2 separate regions of the Astyanax mexicanus genome follow, and region 1 is linked to region 2. A link is a contact called in public Hi-C data. All regions are on one chromosome and are shown on one strand. Each heading gives the region's core, a stretch centred on a gene start, on an enhancer-like site or on the middle of the called end of the contact. The rest is flanking DNA. Distances are from core to core; before and after follow the strand shown. Region 1 holds the start of LOC103026136 (disks large-associated protein 2). Region 2 overlaps rhag (Rh associated glycoprotein).

Region 1 (5,947 bases), core at 395-2,894, 45 kb after region 2:
GAGCTCTGTCATTTTTATTCAAATAAGCTGTTGCTGGTCACAATATGAATATGCTGAGCATTTACCACAACTTAGTGTTAGCTTGTGCTAAATAGCAACATATGATAAAGCTTGTTTGCTCATACTACGATAGAAGCACAAATATCCTTATTTAAATGTATTTAAATCTCCCACATGTGCTGACCTGCCACCTGATCAAATCAGGGGTTGATGGGAGAGGGGTGGTGCCAGGGTGGTTCTATGCAGGTTTTCTTATTGGGACATCACCATAAAGGGAGCCATACAAATGTCTCATACAAGCGTATTATTCCTGAGACCATACTCTTTCAGCTGACCCACAGAAAACTGATGGATGGATTTTCACGCTTTCACGCAAGTGTTTATAGGGGTGGTTGAGATGCAAGTGGACATGAATTTTTGCATAATATGTCCCCTTTAAAATGCCTGGCTACACCCCTGGCATGTTCATTAGCTAATTGAAAAACTATAGCCAGAGCAGCATTGTAGATACTTGGTGCTGAAACAGAACTAGAACAATCTTTCATATATTACAATAAATAATGAACAGAAAGAGATTACTAAAATTTGCTCAAAAGAGTGATTTGTCATTTACATTTACATTTATAAACAGATTACTGACAGCAATCATAATTTATGCATTCTAGCCAAAATGAATGAAATCTGAGTATTTGTGAGGATTCAGATTGTTTGGATACAGAACTGCCATGTGGGGGCACCAAACATGCAGCCTGTAGCACTGAACCGCCAGGCTTTTTTTCTCCACCTGTATTCAGACAGTCCTGCCTACCTATTGTTGGAGAGCCTGTAAGTGGGAGCTACTAGCCAGTGCCGGTAGTCCTGTGGGGGCGGGGCATGTCCGAATACAGGTGGACAAAACAAATCTCTGTGTGACTGCACCAGCACACAGTGCAGCATTTACCTTAATGCCAGCTGATGCTTTTATTGGAAATATCCCTCTTGTAGATGCCCTATTAGACAGAAATATGTGACGTCCCAGTTCATTCTCCCCAGTGCTGGGGTGTGCAGATGCAGATGCTTCATCACTACCGATGAAGGAGATAATGTGAAGATGAGGATGGTATAAGAATGTCAGCACTGAAGAAGGTAGGATGCTCCTGGGATTCGTTTGCACGGGTGGTGTACGTGGATGCAGGTGTGATAGTGCTGCTGTGATGGACTGAGCCAGAAAAGATGGAGATTTCAGTGTGAACTGCTGGAGTTGGTCCACATATAGTGATGTGATGAGTCAGGATTCAGCCCAGTTGAGCAGGTCTTGCTGATCGGACAATCTTCAGATCCAGCAGAGAGACAGCTGGGGCAGTCAGGAGAGATCAGATCAGTTATATGTCATATTATAATGCCTTATTCATTTTAGTAGTGTGTCTGAAGTGTTGTCACATGGGGTTAAAAAGTCTTAATAGTAATAAAAATTTAATGACAGGAAGCTGTATCTCTTTTTTTATCTTTCTATCCTTTTCACCTCTTCATGTTTAAGTGCTCTGTTGTCTTTTGCTAATCTCTCTGCACTCTCTGCTCGTCTGCTAAGCCAAATTATCTTCCTTTGTTTATGAATCCATCTCACTCTATTGTATCTATAATCATTTTTCCATTTCGCACAGGTGTTACCATGGCTACTGCGGACACACTGCTGCCTTTTCCTTGACAGGAAGCTTGACTCAGGTAAGAGAAATGAGGGAGGAGAAATCACAGAAGGAGGGAGGGAGGGTGAGAGAATAATTTGAACCCATTGAACTTATGCACCCAGTTCTCAAGTGCATGGAAAGTGTGTGTGAGTGTGTGTCTGATAAAAGTAAGCTGATTTTTTGACTCATCATTGGAGGAAGTTTACTGTACAGTGATTGGAAGGTATCAGACACTTGTACAGTGCATCAGTATTCGTTGTGTTTATGTTTAGAGGCATTTTGTACATGTCTGTCCTCAGTTTATCAAAGGTTAGAGATGGTTTATTAATTTGATAAGATTTGAGTCTATTAAATACGCTGACCTAAAAAGATAAGAGTACATGAGTATTTTGACATTTACGTACAACATATTACAAACACAATACTATAAAGTATACATTATATACTAATGTTAAAATTACAAGTATGTTGGGTTAGTACACAAAACATTAGGGATGCATCAAATAATTAGCAACCAAATTTATTTGTGCGAAAAAAGCATGAAAAGCACAACAATTTATAACAAAATAATAATATTTTAGATCTTTTTGATCTGTAGTTGTATACTTAACTTAAAGAAAAGCAACAAAAATTATATATTTAAGCTATTTAATGTCTGTAACAGTGGCAAAACCAGTTTAAATAGGCAAAATAACATAGTATGGTATTTAAACTTTAGCCACATATTTTGTTTCATTTTGGCCAGAGTTTTCTTTCAGTGCATCTCTAAAAACATATTAGTGTACTAACCTGTTTTACGCTTATGCCAATATGTCACTGCAAGGTCTACAATCGCCATTGTTGCTGCACTTGCATTGTGATCTGCCATTTCCGTAATGTTGTTCTAGAATAGTTCCTGGGATAATAGTAATTCATTGATATAAACGGTGGGAATTGCAGGGCATCTCACGATACAATATTATCACAATACAAGACATTGCCCATAATAAAGATGATGTCACAATGCTGTGATTCTACAAAACGTGATATACCGCAAGACAACTGTCTAAGAGAACACAATACTCATATTTATAAGCAGATATAATACGCAAATATTGTCTTTATTGGTGTACGTTTCACAGAAATAAACAATCAATATTTTCACCGCTGGTTTACCATATTTATTTGATTAGCAGTAACTGTAGTAAGTCAAATTAAGGAACAAGCAGCCGCACCGCTGTTAGCTGATCCCTATTGGGATCAGTTGTTTCCCCAGCGTCCAGCAGAGCAGAAAGCAATGTGGCAAACAGCTGGTTAAAAGTTCTCATGTGTCCATAAAAATATCAGTATTTGACACCATGTACCATATACCGTATCGTAAACAAAAACTATGCAATATATATTACAAAATTTATATTTTGTCCTACCCTTTAATCTTTGTAACCACTTTCAAAACTTGACTGGTTCTGAGCATGTGTCATGAGTTTTTCTTTTGACTTTGAGTATAAAGAAGGTTTGTCCCTATTTACTACAGTAACCCCCTCTGTTCTTGTGGGTGGGCTTTACATCACATGTTTGAACTACATTGCTACAAGGATTTGATTGCATTCAGCCACATGAGGTTATCAGTGGTGCCTCAGTGGTTAAGGCTAATACCCTTAGCCCTCCCTGCTGTGTGTGCTCGCTGTATCACTATATGTGTGTGTGTGTGTGTGTGGGTGTATGTGGGTGTGTGTGGGTGTGTGTGTGCACGGGGCATGGGTTAAAGGGCGATGGCCCCAGTCTATTTGAATATGTATGCTGAATATGATTGTCTTTGATTTGGATATAAAAGGTAGTGGATGGAGCTGCAGCCTAAAAGAGAATCTGAGTGTATATTTTTCCTCTTTGATGTGTGTGTGATGTGTGAAGAAATCCCTGCTTGGCTGAAGGCCTGAGAGCAGGCTTGGTTTCAGGATGAGCTGTGCATACTGTATGTTGCATTTTTTTTTTTATTCATTTGTGGCTGCTGTTTCTATGGAGACTGTGCTGGTTGATCATATCAGAGGTTGGCGTGGACATGCTTTCAGAGCACCAGTACGGCTACAGTAGTTGTGTGAGTCACTATCTCCATCTGGGAATGTGCTCTAATCCGTCATTTAATATCCACACACTGAAGCCAAGCAGATTCTGATACCCTCAGAATACTGAAATCTTTGTCATCACCAGCTGTCAGCACTGATTTTTACAGGGGGTGTTGGTAAGGTATCATCCAACCAGGGTGAATGTTGAAGTTAGACATTCTACAGGGGTTGGGCAATGAAACTGAAACCTCTGGTTTTAGACCACAATAATTTATTGTCCTGACGGACAGTTCTGGTGGAAACAGGAGAGTTGAGGTGCACATTAAATTCTGAAGTGATTTGAGCAGCCGTGGTTTTATGTTTTTTGGATACAATCTGGGTTAGCACCCGAAAATCCCTTTCAGACAGCTTCCTCTTGCGTCCACAGTTAATCCTGTTGGATGTGGTCGGTCCTTCTTGGTGATATGGTGACATTACCCTGGAAACCATGGCTCTTATTACATCACAGAGACTTGCTGTCTTGGTCACAGATGCGGCAGCAAGACGGGCACCAACAATTTGTCCTCTTTTGAACTCTGGTATGTCACTTATAATATTGTGTGCATTGCAATATTTTGAGCAAAACTGTGCTCTTACCCTGCTAATTGAACCTTCACACTCTGCTCTTACTGCTGCAATGTGCAATTGAAGATTGGCCACCAGGCTGCTCCAATTTAGCCATGAAAACTGCCACAATAAAATGACAGGTGTTTCAGTTTCATTGTCCAACCCCTGTAGATGTTTCTACTCTTGTCCTTTTTTTCTATTAGCTGCCCCAAATCGGTTCTCCTTTGTGATCTCCTCAGTGTTATTATGGGTGTCCTGCCTTTGTAGTTCTTCCAGACTGACTCTTCACTTTCTCTCTCTCTCTCTCTCTCTCTCTCTCTCTCTCATTCTCTTTCTCTTTGTCTCTCAAGAATGTTAATTACTTCTGAAATATGGGTTCTGTAGCTGTCCTTGATATAGGGGGAGATTAAAGAATGGGAAACAGTTTTTAATATCTGAATTTATGTGTTTTAAAAAAGGAACACACACAAACTATAAAAAGAATAACATGAATAATCTGACTTTATTAGTATGAAATCAGTTATCAGCTCATATTTCATTTGCCATTTGTATGTCAGTATGCCTAAATTACAAACTCACTTTTTGTGTGGAAGAGTGTTTGTGTTTGGCCACTAGATGGTGCCATATTCAAATACAAATATATTTGAAGGATTTCCACCTTTTCCACCAGCCTGCAACTGGGATACTGTCCTGTTGATCAGATATTTGGCCAGTAGATGGACCTTTTCTCCATGTTTTCCTCTTAAGGAAAGAATATAGATTTATCTGATTCAAGTGTGCACTGTACTCTGATGAAGCTCCTTGTTTCTACTCTTGTATCTATCTTTATCTCCACTGGGCATATAAGACACTGTGTAGTTCTGTAATTACAGATTGTAGTCATTTTGTTCCTCTGGTTACTTTATTATCCTCCTTCCACCCTGTTATTCAATGGTTAAGACCCTACAGAGACACCACAGAGCAACTATTAGTTAGGTAGAGGGTCATTATCAGCACTGGAGTGACACTGACATGATGGTGTGTTAGTGTATGTTGTGCTGGTACGAGTGGATCAGACACAGCAGTGCTGCTGGAGTTTTTAAACACTGTGTCTACTCGCTAGAGCTTAGATTCTCTGCCCAACCCTAAGCCAGAATTAAACTCGGGACGGGGCGGACCGAGATTTACCACTACTTTCTTTGGGCCGGCTCGGGTTGGGCTCTAAAATAATCTGTGATATAGGAGTCTGTTTTTAAATGTTATTTTTTTATTTTATATAAAGCTATTGTGTGATAATCACAATATAGCAAATTTACAAATAAAAAGTGTTTTAAAAAAGGTGCACAAGTGTGCAGTGCACACTCCACTTGCTCGTATTCTGCACTTGACTTGTAGCGCTGTGCAGTGCGGTGCATAGCCTTATTACTGTTTTTTGTTTTTGCACTTAGACTATAAGCTCAAAACAAAAAAATTGTTTGTTTAGAAATTATTTTCTATTCTTAAACCATGTTAAATTATAAGTTATTTTATGTTAATTATATTAAATTGAAGGAAATTGGAGACATCATTCTTGTAGCCTAATTTATCAATGTTTAGGGCTGTGGATCGTTGTTCACATTTTTTATGTTAATCTTTTGGAATAAATATTTTTTCTTG
Region 2 (6,179 bases), core at 3,205-5,704:
ATATTAGCCTGTTAGCTCCAGTGCAAAACTAAAGAAGTAAACTTAAACAGACACTAAACATGTTAACACTAATGGACTACATTTAGAGTAAAGGTGAGTACTGTGTCAATTAGACTGACATGTGAAATCTAAAAGTAGACTGTTCAAAAATAATAAGAAGAAAACAAAATTGTGAAAGTTATTTAAAATATACTTAAATGTTATACGCTACATGTTAGAATAATGTGGTCAGTTACAATTATACATATATAGATAGTTTCTGCATATTAACTTTAACAGTGAGGAATCTCATTTTAATGGGCTTCTTTGTATTAGCTTATTTGGTCTAATTGTATTCTTTCTTACATTATAATGCAATTCTGTAGTGGAAACTGTGTAAAGCAACACTGAGGAAAGATTGTCCCTAATCCTCAGGCTATGGCTCAGAACTTCAGCAAGAAATAATGACCAAATGTCATAGCCTACAACCAGTGTTTCTCCATCCTGGTCCTAGAGACACCCTGCCCTGCACATTTTAGGTGATTTCATGCTTTATCACACCCCCTGACACTCTGGAAGGACGTAAAAATGGACAGATTAGTTGAATCAGGTGTGTTGGGTGCAGGAAAAACACTAAAATGTGCATAGCAGGGTGCCTCCAGGACCAGAATTGAGAAACACCTGGACTACAACTATCCACTGAGAAATTGCACTATAGCTAAAGAACTAAATAATTAACTAAAAAAAATTAAAAAACTCAAACTAAAAAAAAAATGGTTGGTTCTAACTAGTTGTATTTGCTTCATGGATTTAACTAGTTGGTGTATTTAGATGGTTTTGATTAGGCGGGTTTAACTAACTGGAATAAGCTACATGGGTTTAGCAATTTGAGCATTTTAGCTAAAAGGGTTTTGCTAATGGTGTTTTAACTAGTTTGATTAAGTTGCTACTAGAATTCTATGCTTGCTGTTTTTGGACCTAACTCATAAGCCAGATCCAACTATTGTGGGATTGTTGGTTTTGACATATCAATGGAACATCTACTAGAATGCTGATGTGTTCCCCCATGTGCACTAGTCCACACAGGTCCCTAACTTATTTTGTGCAGATCTGCTTTTATTTTAAGTTTTTATTGCACACTGTGGGTCAGTGGGAACAACATGTTTGCTGGTAAATTGGGTTTATTTTCTAGTTTATAATAATTTGCTCCATCTGGGACTTGGTAAAATGGTCCCAGATTAAAATGTATCAATATTACAACCACCCAGAAAAAAGCTTTAGTGAGGGCTGAATGGTTATAAGAGTTAGTTTAAGGTTTACAGAAGCTGCTCTTGAAATGATGTGCTGGTGGTTGAGTACCCTGAGTTGGTTATGGATTTAGATTTGTGGGTGTTGGTTCTCTGTAAAGGGTTTATTAGGGCTCTGATTTGTTCTTCGAATGATCAGCATGAGCCAGACTCTCGCCGGCCTCCTCTTCCTCCTCAGGAACCTGGAGAACAACCATACAGTTTAGACATGGATGTAAAGCAGCAAAAAAAATATATATATATGAACACTAACAGCGCCCCCCTGCATCAGCCAAGACTGCTCCTTAAAGTTTCTTTACTAAATGAATGCCTAAATTATAACAAACCAAGTGGAATTGTTAAGTGTCTCCATGTCTCCCCCTGCTGGGACGTTTCAGGTAAGACTTCAGACTCCCAGCTCTAGCTCTTTTTGAGCTCACAGCCTATCTGGAACCTAATTTTGATGCAATTTTTTACCTGCTTGCCTGTGTTTATATCCCTGCTTGTATGAATTTAATTAAATTGAGTGCTGAATTGCCCCTAATGCAGTGGTTCACAGAATGCAACTTGTCACACCTCATACATCACATTAAGTATTTTTTTTTCTGCCAGATTCATTAATTCTGCAGCTAAAGGCTTACCTCCCAATAGATAGAGTCGTCAAAGCAGTTCTGGTCAGGTGGCTGCCCCCAGAATGGAAGCTTCAATATGAGACCTTATGGAACAAACAGGATTCTTATTACTGAAGCGACCAAACAAAAATACTCACTTAAAAAGGGATTGGAATATTTCAGAACTATTTGTCAGCAAAAAAAGAACCTTTAATATATAATGTTTGACAAATACTATCCATAAAATATATCTAGTCACTCACCAGTGATTGCACCTCCAACCAGGGCAAAACCAATTGATGAGGCCAAAGCTGCAGCCTGAGTGCCTGGAAACACACTGATAGAAAAATACAATATCAGTGCATCATGAAATATCAGGTAGAGAAGCATTACATTCTTATGAATATAACGTTTTTACAAAAGCCCCAGAATATTTTGTCACATTCTGCTCTAAATGGTCCTTATCTCGAGTGTGCACGACTAGCAAAAATGTTTAGCTGATATTATCATCTTTCTATTGTGTGAAATTTGTGTTTTTCAATTATGTCACTTAAAGTTCTTTAAAGTTTTTACACTTGCTGTTCTACATCATGATTAATTTAACATTATAATAATAACATTTTATAATAGCTACCACAAAAGATAATGTGAAAAAGAAAACAAAAGAAGATTATGGCTTAATTTATTAAACATATAAATTCTTATAGTCTAAACTTAAATGCTGTGATAATGATAAAATATTTTTAAATGATAGAACTGATGGGTTAGTTTGAAACGCCAACTAATGGATTCTTAAACGGACCATTTGGCAGTTAATAGCATTTACTTTTTTATGTATCATGAATAGTTGTCAGTGCATAGTTTAGACTATGCTGAATAACAATTATTAAAAGGGCCTGTGAGGCAGTGTTTGAACAGTGTTGTGCCTGCACTGTTAAAGCTGCAAAACACATAAATATAGAAATGATCCCTAGCGCAAGAGGTTTATGTCCAAGACACTGCTACCTTGCGTGTGTATTGTCCTCTATTTAGTTACACTTTCTTTCAGGCTTATTCATTTTGTCTTTACATATGTGTGTGTATAAATGTGTTGTTGTATGGTCTTACTTTTCTTTCTTTCCCAGTAGAGCGGCTAAAATTCCAGCCAAGCCACCTAGAATGCCGGGCATGCCATGCAGGTTATGCACTCCACAAGTGTCCTGAATTCCCAGGCTGGATGCAAGGATGGGCTACAGAGAACACAAGGGAAAGAGGTGATAATATCAATTTACTGCCCAAAAACGTTTAATTTACCAAGCAAAACTGACTGACAGGCTGGGTATTTAGTACTGCAATAGTCCTTAAACTAACATTCAGTCCAATAGACCTGTTCGGCGCACACTACCTTAGAACAGAGAATCATGTTACAACAGCACAGGATCAGCTAAACAGATGGCTGGCACAGGCCATGTAACATAGCTGGGGATCCATTGCTTTCCTCTTTGCATGATGGCTACTCAGAGGGTCCCCCATGGCTAGGTGGGTTCTAGGTGGGCATGAGTGGACTCAGAGTGGGTTTGTACATGTATTTTTACTGGGAAACAGTTGGGATTTCCAAATGGACCAATCATTGCAGACTATCTAATTCTCATGTAGTGTACAACCAAGATGTACTGACCCTGATGGGGCCCATCACTGACATCCATATGTGGGATCAACATGGAACCTATTAACAAAACTTGGTTCCCAGGTGGGCTACACATACAAACCCCACATTACCATCTATCTGTGAAATACTAATATTTGAATAAAGGCAAATTAACATTAATATAGTAAATTATGATTTGTGGTGTGTGATCTACTGGGGGATAGCCATTATTTCCAGTTCATATCCAGCACCTACCAACTACTTTATTTCCTTTATTTGCTTCTAGTGGAACTAAAAACTGGAACTAAAGTCAACAACCAAATCTATGATTTTGTTATGTGATTGTGTAGACTGTGTTTTAATATGTATGTATAGCTGGATGTACATACAGAGAGGAATTTGAAGCCGAGAGTGGAGATAATTCCAGCACAGACTCCGATCACCATGGCTCCGAAAGGACCAATGGCCATATCAGCACAAGTTCCAACAGCAACTCCACCGGCCAGTGTAGCGTTCTGGATGTGGACCTGCAAGACAAAAACATGGACGTTTTTAAGAAACATAGGATTTAATATTATTATAAACATATTTTCTCTCCATATAGAAATGTGAACATTTAAAAGCTTAATTGCAAAAACAGGCTGTTTTTCAGCCTTCCACAGTTTAGCTCTGCTAACTGAAACTGAAGTTCTTAATCAGAGTTAATTTCTCTTATATCAGTAAAATCACATAAAACCACACAAATGTGGACCTTAAGACATACATTGTAGGATATGGAGTTTTTAGACGTTCTAAATCGTTTTTGAATATCCTTGTAGATATTTAATCCAACTTTATTTTTTTCAATGTTCTGTAAATTAAATTTTCTCTCACCATGTCCAGTTTTCCCTTTCCTTCCACCAGGCTGGAGGTGGCATAGGCAGCCAGTGTGCACGCAGCCAGAGAGAAGTAGGTGTTAACAATGGCCCTGAGCTGTGCAGCTCCGGGTTCAGCGATGGCAGAGTTAAAGCTGGGCCAGAACATCCACAGATACACAGTACCTACAGACACACAATTAACAGTCAAAAAAGGCAAACAGGAAGTAATTAGACAACATATTTAAAATATGAAATTAAAAAATGCATGTATTTTACCACATCCTAATTAACTGTATTGCATTTTATGTATGCAAACTCATGTTCAGAGAGTTGTTTGCTTTTTTCACTGAACTTTGTAACAAATCATTTTGCATTTTCACATTGCTAACAACTAAACATTCCTCCAAACTGCCAGCCACCTCCACTGTTTGGTAGCATTACTGTTACTGGTTATTATTAATGATGGTCTTGCGTACTGTACTGCAGCTGTAAATGAAATGTACCTGATCAGTTACTGTCAGTGTGTAACTGCTGTATGTAATTCCTGGTAGAGTTTTTGCACATACCAATCATTGCAAACAGATCAGAGTGGTAGACAGAGCCTTCATTATCGTGGCCGTTACGCAGACCAGGACGGTAAAGCACGCGAGCCACAGCAAGCCCAAAGTATGCTCCAAAAGCGTGGATGGTCATGGAGGCACCAATATCAGAGGCCTGTTAACAGAAAAAAATTATTTGTATAATATTGAAATTATTGAGTAAGTACTCATTTTCACATTTTCACATTTTTTTTTACTCCCCAGTATATTATTTTTACAATTAGAAATCCAGGTATTTACTCTACTTAATGCGTTGTGAATATAAAAGATATAGTGATGATCGTAGAGGGAGAAAGCCTAAAACATCTTGGCTAAATGAATTGAGATCTGCATCATCCACCATGACTTACATACACTCATCTTTGACTTCAGTGTCATGATAATGTTGAGCTGTTTGTTTTGGTCGATCACTCTTAACGCCCTGTTAGTGATCACGATTGATTAAAGCTGGGTTGCATATTTTTTATTTTAATGATTTATTTCAAATTCATGTTTTATCCCCGATTTAGCTAGGCCGACTCTCCCATCCATTCAGCTGTTAGTCAGATGTATATCCAACATCACAAGTGATGCTATAACACCAGGAGGGTGAAGACTAGCACATCCCTCCTCCACAACATGTGGTCAGCCTCCGCCTCTTTTCCAGCTGCTCCTGATGCAGCATTGCTGAGCAGCATCACAGCACTCTCAGAGCCTAGCGATCTCCTGATCATAGTGGCAGTTTTTAGTCCGCTAGACCACTCAGCTTCCTGTGATTGCAAATCTAAGAAGAATTGTCAATGATTTTTATGTCAGTATTGTGTCTTCAAGCTGCTTCTTAATAAACTACCCAAATTCTCACCGTCAGCTCAGAGAAACTTGGTTTAAAAGGTCAGAAATTACTCAAAGTCAGTGAGACACAGGCCTGCAATAAATTGCAAGGGACTGGATCAGCAGTGTCACTGTCTACAGTGAAGGACAACATATTTAATATGTAACATGGCTAAAATGTGGACACAGCTGGGTGTTCCAATAGAACATTGACCCAAAATATACATCAAAGCATTTTTGTTGTCATGCTTTGTGTCTGTTTATGGTGAAAGCAGGCGGGCCAGACTTTTATATATTTACCTGTGTTTAATTTAACCACAGGATACATTCTTTTCAGTTTCCATGTTTGTTGTTTTGACCAGGTCAATCTGAAGCCATAAACTCATCCATACTAACCATAAAGTTTCACA

The links. Hi-C and Micro-C count contacts between places; a contact is called where the count stands out from the background.
Region 1: a contact with region 2 is called in a Hi-C map of blood, with 5 times the contacts expected there. The contact joins the promoter of LOC103026136 here to the enhancer-like site in region 2. A contact is called at or near these places in 2 of 3 Hi-C or Micro-C datasets (blood and muscle).

Annotation. Positions count from the first base shown.
Region 1 is chr1:86,230,127-86,236,073 of AstMex3_surface, forward strand. It overlaps LOC103026136 (disks large-associated protein 2), which reads left to right and starts at 1,645. Exons shown (of 12, transcript XM_022684282.2): 1 at 1,645-1,701.
Region 2 is chr1:86,182,812-86,188,990 of AstMex3_surface, forward strand. It overlaps rhag (Rh associated glycoprotein), which reads right to left. Exons shown (of 10, transcript XM_007255505.4): 4 at 4,927-5,074; 5 at 4,377-4,543; 6 at 3,893-4,030; 7 at 2,984-3,105; 8 at 2,140-2,213; 9 at 1,907-1,980; 10 at 1-1,468. The coding sequence ends at 1,394. Among protein-coding and RNA genes, the nearest start is that of LOC125804968, 14 kb to the left of the region's middle. Within about 2 kb of position 4,455, the one cell type or tissue checked has an H3K27ac peak away from gene starts, as active enhancers do.